Regions from separate parts of the Mus musculus genome. Here regions 2, 3, 4 and 5 are each linked to region 1. A link is a contact called in public HiChIP or PLAC-seq and promoter capture Hi-C data. All regions are on one chromosome and are shown on one strand. The core of a region is the stretch at or near the end of the contact, and the rest is flanking DNA. Distances in the headings are between cores, read along the strand shown. Region 1 holds the start of Cracr2a (calcium release activated channel regulator 2A). Region 2 holds the start of Itfg2 (integrin alpha FG-GAP repeat containing 2). Region 3 holds the start of Nrip2 (nuclear receptor interacting protein 2). Region 4 holds the start of D6Wsu163e (DNA segment, Chr 6, Wayne State University 163, expressed). Region 5 has its middle 9.9 kb from the start of Gm52879.

What was found. Promoter capture Hi-C pulls out the DNA fragments that hold promoters and counts their contacts. HiChIP or PLAC-seq counts read pairs in DNA pulled down with a chosen protein or histone mark. Capture Hi-C pulls out chosen DNA fragments and counts their contacts.
Region 2: a promoter capture Hi-C map of pre-B cells shows a contact between it and region 1, with 4 times the contacts expected there. The contact joins the promoter of Itfg2 here to the promoter of Cracr2a in region 1. A contact is called at or near these places in 2 of 39 promoter capture datasets (cranial neural crest and pre-B cells) and 1 of 484 Hi-C or Micro-C datasets (CD4 T cells).
Region 3: a contact with region 1 is called in a promoter capture Hi-C map of hippocampal neurons, with 4 times the contacts expected there. The contact joins the promoter of Nrip2 here to the promoter of Cracr2a in region 1. A contact is called at or near these places in 4 of 39 promoter capture datasets (cranial neural crest, hippocampal neurons, maxillary cranial neural crest and 1 more).
Region 4: a promoter capture Hi-C map of liver shows a contact between it and region 1, with 4 times the contacts expected there. The contact joins the promoter of D6Wsu163e here to the promoter of Cracr2a in region 1. A contact is called at or near these places in 3 of 39 promoter capture datasets (liver and pre-B cells), 2 of 484 Hi-C or Micro-C datasets (CD4 T cells and regulatory T cells), 2 of 115 datasets of contacts at active chromatin or transcription factors (memory CD8 T cells and microglia) and 2 of 9 other capture datasets (adipose tissue and liver).
Region 5: a contact with region 1 is called in an H3K27ac HiChIP or PLAC-seq map of embryonic stem cells, with 4 times the contacts expected there. The contact joins the enhancer-like site here to the promoter of Cracr2a in region 1. A contact is called at or near these places in 6 of 39 promoter capture datasets (the 3T3-L1 cell line, cranial neural crest, frontonasal cranial neural crest and 3 more), 2 of 484 Hi-C or Micro-C datasets (Sertoli cells and pro-B cells), 2 of 115 datasets of contacts at active chromatin or transcription factors (embryonic stem cells and pancreatic cancer cells) and 1 of 9 other capture datasets (embryonic stem cells).

Annotation. Positions count from the first base shown.
Region 1 is chr6:127,560,015-127,562,654 of GRCm38.p6, reverse strand. It overlaps Cracr2a (calcium release activated channel regulator 2A), which reads right to left and starts at 1,319. Exons shown (of 19, transcript NM_001368877.1): 1 at 1,234-1,319.
Region 2 is chr6:128,423,584-128,426,223 of GRCm38.p6, reverse strand. It overlaps Itfg2 (integrin alpha FG-GAP repeat containing 2), which reads left to right and starts at 1,314. Exons shown (of 12, transcript NM_133927.1): 1 at 1,314-1,506. The coding sequence starts at 1,411.
Region 3 is chr6:128,398,470-128,401,109 of GRCm38.p6, reverse strand. It overlaps Nrip2 (nuclear receptor interacting protein 2), which reads right to left and starts at 1,344. Exons shown (of 6, transcript NM_021717.2): 1 at 809-1,344. The coding sequence starts at 997.
Region 4 is chr6:126,938,632-126,941,271 of GRCm38.p6, reverse strand. It overlaps D6Wsu163e (DNA segment, Chr 6, Wayne State University 163, expressed), which reads right to left and starts at 1,306. Exons shown (of 14, transcript NM_138594.3): 1 at 1,246-1,306. It overlaps Rad51ap1 (RAD51 associated protein 1), which reads left to right and starts at 1,685. Exons shown (of 9, transcript NM_009013.4): 1 at 1,685-1,778. The coding sequence starts at 1,762.
Region 5 is chr6:128,090,372-128,093,011 of GRCm38.p6, reverse strand. It overlaps a transcript of Tspan9 not described here. Among named protein-coding and RNA genes, the nearest start is that of Gm52879, 9.9 kb to the left of the region's middle. Within about 2 kb of position 1,336, at least 59 of the 459 cell types and tissues checked have an H3K27ac peak or open chromatin away from gene starts, as enhancers often do. A contact at or near this core is called in embryonic stem cells, where this site is marked.

The DNA.
Region 1 (2,640 bases), core at 70-2,569:
AGAAGGAACAGCACCACCTCCTCCAGACCCCCCGAGCATCGCAGTGTAATATTTCAGAAAAGCCAAGGGACCTCTGGGTCACACCTCTTTATTTTTTAATTTCTTTTTTTTTTTTTTTAGCATCCCCAGACAAAACATTGTAGGGTAGCTTTCATAGACGACTATTATCCATAAGGACATGCATATTCATTCCTCCTAAAGAGGGCCATGAACCTGACCCCTCAAACTGAACTCTGACTTTGTGTGGACACACTGTCCTGGCTGCACACCCCTTTGCCTGCATCACTGATAACACTACTTCTTATGTACCAGCTTCTTCCAGAAATAAGGGACTCACCACCTTATGCGATGTGCCAATCAGGTTCTACCTCTTGGCCTGTCACCTTTGTAGACAGCCACTCATTGACACTTTCTGCCTTCTGAAGTCAAAGGCTAATACAGTAGGGATCCCTGGTTTCCTCCACAGAGGCAAACTGGGCAGGTTCCCTTTAGGGGTTGTGTGGTTAGTGGGAAGACGTGTGGATTGTGAGACTTTCCTGAAATCAAGGGTAGACATCACTGTGCTCTGGTACACAATTATGTGGTACACACGTATGTGCTTACACACAATACACACGCGCACACACACACACACACACACACACACACACACACACACACCACATCTGGGACAGATACAGCACAAGGTCATTGAGTCATACAGCCAGATCACAGGACAAATGGGGATCAGGAGGAAGCTACACCCCAGGATCCCTCCACCTCATCTCTCCCTCTGCTCTGGGAAGTTTTTGGTCTTTTTTTTTTTTTTTTTTTTTTTTTTTAACTGTCTCTCTGAGTTTATTTCCCTGTGAGGTAGCAATTCTTACCCCTGTGCTGGGCCCACGTGCCAGCGGCTCCCAGCAGCTCCCCCTGCTGTCCAGCAGTGTGAATTTCTAGTCACTTCACCAATAAAGTCTTAGTTTCCTCTGTAAAACAGTCTGGGTGTGACTGAAGGGTCCGAGGGGATGGGGGCTCTTTCTAAACCCTGGTGCTCCTAAGCTTTTATAGTCCCTTTTAGGGTGCAGGGCAGAGGGCCTAACCAGGCCTGGGGAAGCCAAGGCTGGGATGCTTGTCCCAGGGTGCATGCAGTCCAGGCCAGCCTCTCCTTGTGTTTTGCTGGTCTGCAGGAAGTGCGTTCTCTGCTGCCCAGCAGAGGGTTTGGGGCGAAGCCTCCCAAGACCTTCCTCCGATTACCTGCAGGGGCGTCCAGTGCGGCTGTCCGAGTTGTCCCCCTGCCTTCTGACTCGCAGCTGTCAGGAATTCGCCGGCCAGCCGGATCTGGTCCGCTGTCCCCGCCTCCGGCTGCATGGCTGGTCCAGCCCCAGCAGCGCCCCACTGCGCGCGCTCCAGGATCTACACCATACCGTGGTGTCCCAGCTTAGCGAAGCAACTTGTGACTGACTACTAAAGCCTGCAGTCTGGGTGGCGAGGGCGGGGCCGTCGCTGACTGGAGCCCAAGACTTCCTGTGCCCCCTCTTTGCTGGTCTTTGCCTTAGAGGACCCTTGCTCAATGAGCCAAGGGAGTCTGTCTCCAGAGCCTCTCTTTGCACTAAAAGCCAGGCACCAGTCTGGGCTTTGTGGACCTGCTAGAGAGAACTCATTCACCCTGAAAAACCGGCTTCAGCTGCTCTCTTTGCACTTAGAAACCAAGGGGATTTTGTTCTTGATGCTTGTCTGATCTTATGTATTCTAGGGTGGGCAGGAATGCGTGCTCAATTAAAGTCCATGCAACACGTGCCTTTAAACAAAGTATTCAATAAATCTTCAAAAACTTCCATGCTTGAAGATAGCCCTTCAGCCGAGTCCACTGCTCCCTACCAAGCTGTAAGCTCATCTTCCAGTTTCGCCACTCGACCCTCAAACATACAGCTCTGCACCAAAGCTGCTACCTGTTGCAAATACCAGGTGCCTTTTCTGGCTGCTAAGACCTCTATCTTTACCCAGAATTCCCCTCTTTCTTCTTTTCCCGTTGGAAACCTACCCATCCAGGCTCCATGAAATATCAGTTTAGGGACCTTTCCCCAAACACTGCCCCTCAGCAGAAGGTCTGTCCTCCTCTGGCAAGTTTATCTATTAGCCATCGCCCCCATACACACACACCCTACACACATAGAAACACACTCTAAACCCAGATCACAAAGAGACACCCACACTCATTGGTACCAATTACTACAATGTATCCTTTCTGCTTGCAGCCGGCCAGTGGCTAGTTCACCATCCCACCCCACCGCAGGAGCCTCAGAAGGGGCCAATATCCTCTCATTCCTTCCCTCAGCGTCTCCTCCTCTGTGCCCTGGTTTTCCCTTCTCAGTCCTGGAGAAGGCTTGCTTGTGTCAGCCCCCAGAGTTGGAATGGAACAAGATGACACATAAGCTTGAGACCCAGCCAGCTAGGTAGCAAATCTGGGTCTCTAGGATGTGTCAGATGGATCGCTCACCTTTCTCAATCAGCTAAACTAAGAAAAGAGGCATTTTCATCACCACCGCCCAAGACAAGGAGGGACGGCAGGACTCATCTTGATGCAAAGCCACTTCATCTCCGTTCTACAGAGGAGAAAACGGAGACCAGAGACACCAAGTCAGAGGCACCTAAGGTCATGGC
Region 2 (2,640 bases), core at 65-2,564, 860 kb before region 1:
AAGGGTTTTCCTCCTTAAGAGAGTCTCAGTGTGTTTCAGGCTGGCCTCAGACTGCATGTGATTGACAATAATCCTGAACTGCTGCCTCTGCGTCCCTAGCGCCAGGACTACAGGAATTTCTATCGAGTGTCTTTTGTTTTTATTGACTTTTTGTTGGAGATGGGGTCTCATGTAACCAAAGCTGACATAGAATTACACAGCCAAGGCTGATACTGATCTCTTGATCCTCCTGCCTCTGCCTCCCAGGTGCTAGAATTACAGGCGAGCACTACCACATGTAGTTTAACTAACACTCCTGTTGCCTTGATCACATCTCAGAAGAAAGGCAGAACCTGGTTTATCAGGGAAAGTATCCCAAGCAGCCCCAGTCATGAGAATAATGGCCCCACCTAAACTAGAGTAAGGCCACTAGAAACAGGTCTCTTTGTGCTGGGGTGGGGCTACATCATGCCTCGGGTCCAGAATCCCAGCAGCCTTCACTTCCATGGGAACTGCAATAGTGACAAAAGAGCTCTAACATTTTACATCAGACATCTTGGTTTGAATCTCACGTCTACCACTTTCTGCAAAGTTACTCAATCTTGATGAACATGGTTTCCTCACCTGAAGAAACAATAAAGCTTACATAATTTTGCTGATTAAATAATACATGTAAGGTGTGCTTTGCAATAGGTATTTTTCAAACTGCTGCCCATAAAGTACACAGCATAATTTTTTCATTATAATCCAGGGTATATATATATATATATATATATCCCCAAAACAAGGCTTTAACAAAATAACACGATTTACTACTTAGATCTTTTTCTCTTTGTCTGTTTTCATATTTTTAAAATCTTTGTGGTGGCTCTCCTGCTACATGTGTATGTGTGCATCACCTAGGTGCCTGGGAAGCCAGAAGAGGTTGTCTGGCGTCGGACTTCTTAGAACTGGAATTACAGATGGATGGGTGCGAGCACCATGTCGGGGCTAGGAATCTTCCCAGGGTCCTCTACAAGAGCAAGCAGCCAGTGCTCTTAATTGCTGAGCTCTATTTTTGGCCCCTTAAGTTTTGTTTTTGTTTTTTTTTTAACGTGGGTTGTAATCCACTACATTGCGTTGACAACTCCATTAGGGAATTTCATAAAAATTGTTGGAAAACAAAGCTGTTAATTATGACGGCTATTACTATGACCCGAGGGATGGTCTGAATCCCCCTCAGAGAAAAAGGTCAAGCCCCAGGTATCAAGTCAGCTCCTGGCACGGAAGGCCCGCCTCCTCCCCTAAGGTTAGGGGAAGAAAGCCGGAACTCAAGGCTTAAGCGGTGACGTAGACTTCCGGTTCGGTGGCCTGACACGCGTGCACGGCTGTCCTGAGGGCTCGGGGGTCGTTTTGGTGCAGTGGCCCGGCACCTCAGCCCTCCAGAGTGCCATGAGGTCGGTTAGTTATGTGCAGCGCGTGGCGCTGGATTTCAGCGGGAGTCTCTTCCCGCACGCCATCTGCCTCGGAGACGTGGATAACGACGCGGTGAGTGCATGCGCACTGCAAACCACTGCATTTGGGCGGAGCGAGATGGGGGTGGTGGGAACGACACGATGGCGTGTTGTGCGCTTGCGCACTGGAGTCAACATGGCGTGCGGAACAGAAAATTTTGATTGACAGTATCGCTCTGAGACCGTCACTGCAGGAGGCTTAGTTGGGCCAGAGCCTCTAGTAGTTATTTTTTGTTTTAGCTTTAAAATTTATGTGTAGAGTGTTTTGCTTGCATGTGTGTCTGTGTACCGTGTGTGAGCAGTGCCCGTAAAAGCCAGAAGAGGAACGCTGGGTCCCCTAGAACTGGCGTTAGAGACATTTGTGAGCTGCCACTGCTGGGGATTAAACCCCATTCCTCTGGAAGAGCTAATGTCCTATCGCTGAGTCATCACTCCAGCCATATTTTATTTTTTTATCATTAATTTTAAGAAGACAGGTTGTTGGTTCTCTTGCACAGTTCAGTGATTGTCAGGATAGGAGGTTGTAAAAGCCTGTTTCCCGCGTTATTTCCTTTCGTAGCCGCAATTCCCTTGCAAAACATCTTTACATTTCAAAGCCCATTTTTTAACCTGTAAATTGCATTTAATAATATCCCTCTACCTATAGCTTTCCCTCCCCCCCCCCCCATTCCCCATGCTACCATGCTTGCCCACACTCTTGGCTGCTATTGCCACACTGTTGTATTGCTCCTACACTGGAATTAACCGGTAGATATCTCTGCTGCCTCCAACCTACCGCAGATACCCCATAATCAGTGTGGACCATGCGAGGCTTCTACTGTGCCTACCCAGAATTGACTCAGGTGTCTGGCGACTTTGTAGTGTTACCTCTTCGTTGAAATACAAAAGCAATTTCTACCTACTTTTTTTCTTTCCTAGGCAGTTGATGCTTTTCTCGTCATTTAAATAAATAAATGCACATTAAGCAGGTAGAACGATGACAGGCACACAGTTAAGGCTCTGGAACTGTTAGTGTTAACAGTATTAGCAGCCCCACCCCACCCCCGCCGCCAGGCCTACCATAGGAAATATTAAAAAAAAAAAAAAATGGGACTGTACCTAGTATGTTCAGATTTCTTTCTTTCTTTCTTTCTTTCTTTTTTTTTTTTTTTTTTTTTTTGGTTTTTTC
Region 3 (2,640 bases), core at 95-2,594, 840 kb before region 1:
GCTAAGTATGTGGAAGCCTAGGTGACCTGTTTACCAGGTGGATGCTCGCAACTTTATTCCTTTCTAACAGATGGAGATAACAAGGCACAGAGACAACTTTCCAAATTACAGCCAGAATTTGGTCCCAAGCAAGGTGGTTCCAAAGCCCGTGCTCTTAACCATTATATCCCTGGGGGCAAAGACTGCACGCTGACCCTAGCCCCCCTTACCTCCTCATTGTCACCCTCGGCCTGTTCCCTCTGGGGGGCCAAAATTGCTGCAGTGGTTTGGGAGGAAGGGACATAAGGACACAGACAGGTCCAGGTCAGAGCCATATGAACCCCTGATTGCCCAGGAGACCCTCAGTAAGTGGGTGATAGGGGGGAAAGGGCAAAAGTGGGGGCAGGTCTGAGGAATGGGGCAAATTCGTGGGCAGCTTTGAAGGAATCTAGAAGTAGGAGTCATAACCCCGGGGTGACGGATCCTCTAGGCCTTACTGTCCTTATGTGTCCATTCCCTGGGAATCCCGGGTCCTCTAGGCTGCGCTGAACAACATGACTCTCCACTACCCCAGGATAGCCTTGGGCTTTAAGGGGGGAAAACGGTGGAAGCTGAGTTATGAGCCCAGGGACCCTCACTGCCACCAGGCCAAGAAACATTCCCAATGAAGGATCTGGGGAGGATTGGGGGGCTGCAAGTTGGCAGAAACATCTTTCCCATCTCAACAGGAGAAAGAAATTTGAAGATTGAGGCTCTGCCCTTTAGACCACCTCCCTTCACCCCAAACACAGGATATGAAGAAGAGGAGAGAAAGGGTCAGGGTCCTTACCAGGTCCTTAGAGGTGCCGAGTCTCTTGAGGCTGTCCAGGGGCAGCAGGTCAGCCGAGTCCTTGTGCAAGAACTGGGTGGCCTGTTTGAGTTGGCGCTGCTGGCTCAGGTGGGCTCGGTCCCGAAGCGAAGCTTCCTGTTCTTTCCTGGAGTCTCCCTCATCTCTCCTGGCCTCTTGCCCGGTGCTCATGGTCTTCTGTGGAAAGCAGACAGGGTGTATGGGAGTCTCTCTCCACCTCCTTTTTGCTCCCAGCTCCCCCTATAGCTTCTGCCTTTCTCTGTCTCCGGACTGCGGCTCTCCCTCTGACAGGAGGGTCTCAGCAGGAAGAAAAGAAGAAATAAATAAATAATAGGCGAGAGCAGCGCGTCAGACACCAGTTTCCAGAGATTGCAGTAGAGGGAGCGAGGTTCCGGCTGGAAAAACCCAGCCCTAAAGGAGAGGGAGGGCGAGCAGGGCCTGCAGCTGGTAGGCTGCAAAGCCTGCAGCTCTGGGGTCCTGCTCAGAGTGGGTGGTGGATGGTTGTGTGTGTGTGTGTGTGTGTGTGTGTGTGTGTGTGTGTGTGTGTGTGTGCGCGCGCGCGCGCACGCGGGTGTTGTAAACTGTCAGGAGGCTGTGCCAAGTCATCAGAGAGAGGTGAGTGCCATTGTGTGGGGGCGCATGTTTGGTATGTGTGGGGAAGCAGGCATGCATGTCCCTTGTCTCTTGTGTTTTGTGGACCGGCTCTGCTGTCCCCTTCCAGTCTCTGAACAGTCAGCCACCCAGCTCTTTTCTCATGCTGCTGTCCTTTGCTACTAGGGTTTGAGGTGCTGGCCAGAGAGGGACAGTATGAGAGTGGCCTCCCCACCTCTCCTCCATCTGCCATCAGCCACCCTCCTTGCTTGGCCTCTCCCTGTCAGTCCCAATATCTCTCTCGAATTGCAAAGAGATCAGGAACGTTCTAGTAATACTCACCTCTGAGATCTTCCCTGTTAGACGCTGAAGTCCCAGTGATTCCATGATGAGGAATTCTGGGAATGTTCTGGGCCTAATACATCTCTCCAACTGGGTTAGTCTGTGACTCACCTTGGTCCTCTCCCATCAGAATCCCAACTACTTGGGAAGGTGAGACAGGAGGATCACAATTCAAGGCCTGCCTGGACTACAGTGTGAGTTCACTCTCAGGCTTTCAATTTAGTGAAATATATATATATATATATATAATTTGTTTATTATATGTAAGTACACTGCATCTATCTTTGGGCACACCAGAAGGCATCTGATCTCATTACAGAGGGTTGTGAGCTACCATGTGGTTGCTGGGATTTGAACTCAGGACCCTGGAAAAGCAGTCAGTTAAGAGACCTCAGTTAAGAGCAGCTCTTAACCGCTGAGCCATCTCTCCAGTCCAATTTAGTGAAATCTTAAAAATAAAAAGAAGGGGGCTGAAGAGGTGGCTCAGTAGCTAAGAGCATTGGCTGCTCTTCTGGAGGACCAGGGCTCAATTCCCAGCATCCACATAGTGGCTCACAACTGTCTGCAGCTCACAACTATCTGTAACCCCAGTTCCAGGGGGTCCATGGCACCAGACATGCCCGTGGTACATATATACATATACATGTACATATGCACAGAGGCAAAATACCCATACACATAAAATAAAAATAAAAAGAAGGGTTGATGTCCCAGAGAAGGGGGATGCTAGTGGGGTGAGCACCCTCTTAGAGGCAAAGGGGAGGGGGGTTCATGGAGAGGAGACAAGGAAGAGGGATAATATTTGAAATATAAACAAAAAGATTAATAAATAAAAAACAAAACAAAAAATTAAAATAAAAAGAAGGGCCTGGAAAGATGGC
Region 4 (2,640 bases), core at 57-2,556, 620 kb after region 1:
TTGAAGATACTAAGGAGGCTGCTATAAGAGAAATTTCATTACTGGTCCAACCCAGCTGTGGACTCTATGAACTCTACTAACCTGCCAGGCAAGACATGCTCATCTGGGCACTAGGGTACCATTATGAGGGTATCCAATTTGCTCTGACTGGATTTGAGGTCAGCTCTATAGGAGCATACCCCTGCCTGGCACTATGATTCCTGTTGGAAACCCATAGCAGGGAAGATGATGGGCCCTGGGGGGGAACATAAATACTGTTGTTCAGTTAAATGGACACTGTCAAACCACCATGTCTATACCCACGACAAGTGCTACTCCCAGACTTAATCAGAGAATTGTCTCTTTCCAGTGAACTATAATGAATGTACAGACTCCAGGTGCCACAAGGTGAGAACATGTGATGGATGGGGACTCGGCCCTAAACAAGGCATTTATACCACCTCTGTGAAGGTTCAAGGAACACTGCAGAATAGGAAGTGGAAAAATAGAGGAACCAGATCATAGAGAGGAAGACAAAATGCCACCTTCTGACAAGACGCTGCCATTACAGCAGTAAACTCACTGCAGTGTCAGAGGTCTGCATAAGATTAGCCTCAGCAGCAGCAGAGGGAAGAGAGAAGACGACTCAGAATGACCCATGTGTCATTAAGGAACTGTTTTCTATGGGCAGATTCAGGAAAAGGGAAGTTATTTTTCAGTTGTGTGCCCACGGGTGCCCCCACCAGGCTCCAATGAGTAGTCGCAATTCAATAGTCTGGTCTAATTAAGATATAGGGTCACAAAAACAAACAAAACCAAACCAAAACAAAAAAAACCCAACGACATGAATCTAGAAAGGGGACTGGTGGAAATGCAGAGATTAGAGGGATGGGCAAGTTAGTAGGGACAGGTGCGACATAAGGTGAGACAGTAATTAGAATACATTGTAACATGAAACAGAACAAAACCAATAAAAACACACGTTTTCATGTTACTCTTTGTTCCTGTGGTCTGTTGCTCTCAGGATACAATTCATCGTAATCCAGTTTACGTCTCCGAATTCTCTGGGTGTGCCTACACCCTGTCAGAGCAACATGCAAAACGACAAGCCTAGTTGACCACAAACACTGAACTGGCAATGGCAAGCTGCACTCCAGCACTTTAGATGGCCCTTAGAAGACTCCTTCTGTTCTTTAAGTCTGTACCAGATACCGTCATTGGGTCCTCCACACTGAAGGGGCTTCTTCGCTGTGGGCTCGAACTCACCTCTCTCATCAGACACCAAAGCACACTTGGAGCTGTCAACGCAGAACTGCCCAAATAAGTCAGCTGACTTCTTGCTTTTTTTTTTTTAACCTCCAATAGATCCACTTTGGCAGATTCGGAACTCATGTTTCTCTTTCCTCAAGCGCCAAGGAAAACGCCTATCCAAGACCCCCTTTGTTCCAGTTATTTTTAAGTTAGTCATTCTAAATATTGGAGGCGTGTCGCTATTTTTATATTGTATTTTAGACTCGGTACCAAATCGCAATTGTGACGAAAGTGCAGTATCAAAACAAAAGCTAAGTCTGAGCAGACAGGATCCAGGATGGCGTGCCCGGGCCACGGTGTGTGTGCGCAGGCGCCCTCTCTTCAGCACGCAGGCGCCGCCTCAGGCAGGCGAGCGGTGATTGGCGGGCTGGCGCAGCGGGGCGTGGAGCGCGACGTCTGGTTTTCGGCGGGAATTGAAACCGCCACAGCTGCTCCCCAGCTCCAGAGCACTGCTGCTCTAGGCAGGGCACCATGGTGCGTCCTATCAGGTGAGTGGTTGGTGACGTCCCGCGGGGCAGAGAGGAAGGACGGGGACGATGGGGGCCACTGTCATGCATGGTTGCGGGAGAGGACGAGATCCGACAGAGGGCAGCGCGATTGGGTGGGTGCTCGTCGCCAGTCTCCGGTGAGAGCCACCCGCTGCTCAGAGGAGCCCGCCTGGCATCTCGCTTGCCGCCCCTCGGCCTCCTTCTGCAGCTGTCGCCCCTGAGTCACCCCACTCCAGAGGGACCTGGTAGGCTAGCATTTGAGTCGCGCTTAACGCGACAGCGAGCGACCGCGTTAAGTGGCTGTCATACGTTGAGCGATACAGAAAAAGCAGGTGTGCCTATTCCCTCAAATCCCTAGGCAGAGAGGCCCATTTAACTTCCAGCTCAAGCCGTGGTGCCCTGTCACATGACCCCCAGTTCCTATCTGCTTTCCTTTAGACTGTTGGAATCTCTCTGTGATCACAACCGGGATGCCAGGCTGGCCATCCATTTAGTAGAATGACTGAATATAGCTGAGACTATGGCCCAGTGGTCCAGTGATTGCCTAGCAGATGAGAGGCCCCCAGCTTCAAACCCCAGTCCTGCAAAACCAAACAACAATAAACTTAGTGAATTCTCCTAGGCCTGTATTGTACTAAGAGCTGGAGGCTACACTCTATTGGAAGAGGGGTGGGGAGAGATAAGGGGGAGTAACAAAATAAACACCACAATGTAACATAGGAGGAAGGAGAAAAGCCTTACTTTAAATCATATGAACGCGTTACCTAGGTAAAATGTAAGGGGCATTCACATGAAATAGGAGCCAAAGCCCAAGGTTCACCATGTTTGAGAAGCAGATTGAAGGTGTGGGATGAACAAGCAT
Region 5 (2,640 bases), core at 87-2,586, 530 kb before region 1:
GGTCAGTTCACTGGCTCTGCAGTATAGAACTGTCCTGGGTTGTAGTTTCCTCAGCTACCAATGGCATTAACTCTGCCATTGTGAGAGGTGATCCTTGGAGCTACTCCCAAAAGGTGTCACATGAGGTTGGCCACCCTGACCTTGTTGGAGGTCAAGCTCCAGGCAAGTGCTTTCCTTTTTGTGCGAGCCAGTATTGACCTTGAGTCTCCATCCCCCATGCTGTGGCTAACCCAGAGCTAAACAAGTCACAGTGTTAAAAATAGCCTCACCCTCACTTACATGTCCAGCGTGCTGCTTCTGCGGCGTGGATGGGTGATAGACCGACACTGTCTTCCCAGTTACCAAGTTACCAGTTACTGACATCTTAGTGTAGGTTAATCTTGTAGATATTTTGGCCTCAGAAGGACCCATGTAATGATCCTTTGTTGTACCAATGGGGGCATGTTAAGGTTTTCGGGAGGAAGGAACTTACCAGGCATTTGACAGACATCAGGGGTGAACCGAAGCATGCGCTCAGATCACACTATGTCTGTCTTGCCTCTTGGATGGGCAATACAGCCCAGGGTTCCGGAGGGCCCACTGTTTCTCTCAGGATAGCTGCTTTAGAGTTGACAGTCGCTCAGGTTTCAAGGCCCACAAGCAAACTGGAAGCTAGATGGCCTTCTATAAGACAAGAAGGAAGGAGGCCTTGGGACAGTAGCAGCTAGAGCTCTTTTGAGTCCTCAGTCTTCCAAGGTTGGAAGTAGGGTCTCTGAGGTGTAGGCCGAACTATGAGGCCAGCTGCCTAACAGGAGGGCGACCGCTAGTGAACACGAAGAAGTAGAGAAGATGGATGGGTGAGCCAGTGACTGGTGCCCAGGGCGGAAGGATGAGGGAGGTGGTGTGTGACATGGAAGAGACAGTGATGCTGGCACAGATGGGGGAAGGAGGGGCTGCATGAAGACAAGTGCGCAGCCTGGGGGCCCCTGGCTGTGGCAAGTGACAGGAAGAACAGCTGAAAGGAACCAGAGGAGGAGAGGAGGAAAGGCCACCCAGGACAGTAGGCATGGTCAGGACTGACATCATGCTTTGCTGCCTGCCGATTCAGGCCAATCGCCATTCCAGCCTTTCTGCCCTTTCTCCTAAGCCCTTGGATGGACATCTGGCAGGTCTTCTGTTTTGTGAGGGTGTTGCACTTTTTTTTTTATCTGGCACTCACGACTCCTGTGTGGGTTCTACTTGTGGTCACCTAGTCTCAGTCTGGACTTGTTGGGGAGGGGGATATAGCCCCTGAGACTTCTTGGTGGCCTTGTTGTGGTGCCTGCTCTTCCATGTGCTGGCCACTAGATGGCAGCAGGAAACCTGTTGGTTTTTTCCAGCAGGTTGTTTTACTCAGTCTAGCTTTCCTGGCCATGTGGCCCTCTGCCTCAGTCTCAAATCACATTTGTCACAGGTTCTTAGATGGTTCTGAGGCAAGGCTGAGTGAGATGAAGCCGCATCAGTCTACTTTTGAGAAGTGGCTGTCTCAGGACACTGTCACAGGCTTGGAGGTGGCCTTTCAGCACCCTACCTGTGGCCAAACACCCTTTGTAGGGTGTTCCTGCTGTAGACTACACTCTAGCTGTGCGTTGCAGGGCTGTGTGGGGCCCAGAAGCAGAGAACTGGGCTCTGAGGAAACTGAGACTGCCCACCTCCACCTCAGCTTGGCAGCCTGTGTGGTTGGTGCCAGACATGGAGGGAGGGGTCATGCCTAGGGCAGGACTAGCCTGGGAAGAGCAGTGCTGTAAGATCAAGGACAGAGCTTTCCTGCAGCAGGGACATACAGCACTAGCAAACTCCCTGGAAGCTCAGCTTGAGTCCAGAAGTGGGCGGAGTCTGCCGATTTCATGGCCCATCTACTCCCAGCAACCCCTGGGTGTAGTCCCCCATCCCACAGCTGGTCATAGCCACGTGTAGCCTTAGATCTCTGCAGGGTAGTCCCACAGGATGCCAAGCCACACCCCATTTCAGGTTCAGTCTTCAGTGCTCTGAGTGTTGTTTCTGGGTCTGCAGTTTTTGTCTGGCGTCAGGGCTCATATGTCTTTCCTACAGTTTTGTGTCAAGGACTGGGCTGTCCTCTTGAGACCCATGGCGTGAACTGGAGTCTCAGAGAGGTCAAGGGTATTTTCAACGTTTCCAAGATAAAACGCTGAACTGGCCATTGATCCGGAGGCTGGGACATTTTTTATTCTTCCTGTAATGATCAGCTTTGCACGTGGCGGGGTTAGTGGGTGAAAGAGAAATTCTCCCAGGATGCCAGAAATGGGGACACGATCTGTCACCACCCCCACCTACTACCTCTAAGTACCCTATTAGTCTGTACCCCAAACATAGCCAGGGATGGGACCCTAGTTGTTCTATGGAGATACCAGGTGGCCCCAGCTGCCAGAGCCTTCCGCTGGTTAGTGATGCTATGTAGGCATCTGGTAGGGGATGAGAGTGTTTGGTGGTGTGCCTTGCACTTCTAACTGGCCTATCGAGCTAGTGTTGCTGCCCAGACCCTACCCATGGTAGTTGCTCTCTCTGGGACCCCATTCTAGGTGGCCTCCCCGTGTGGAAGCACTGTCCACGATGGGGGCAATGGTGGCATGACTTCATGTCAGTGCCCTCTGCTGGGTATTT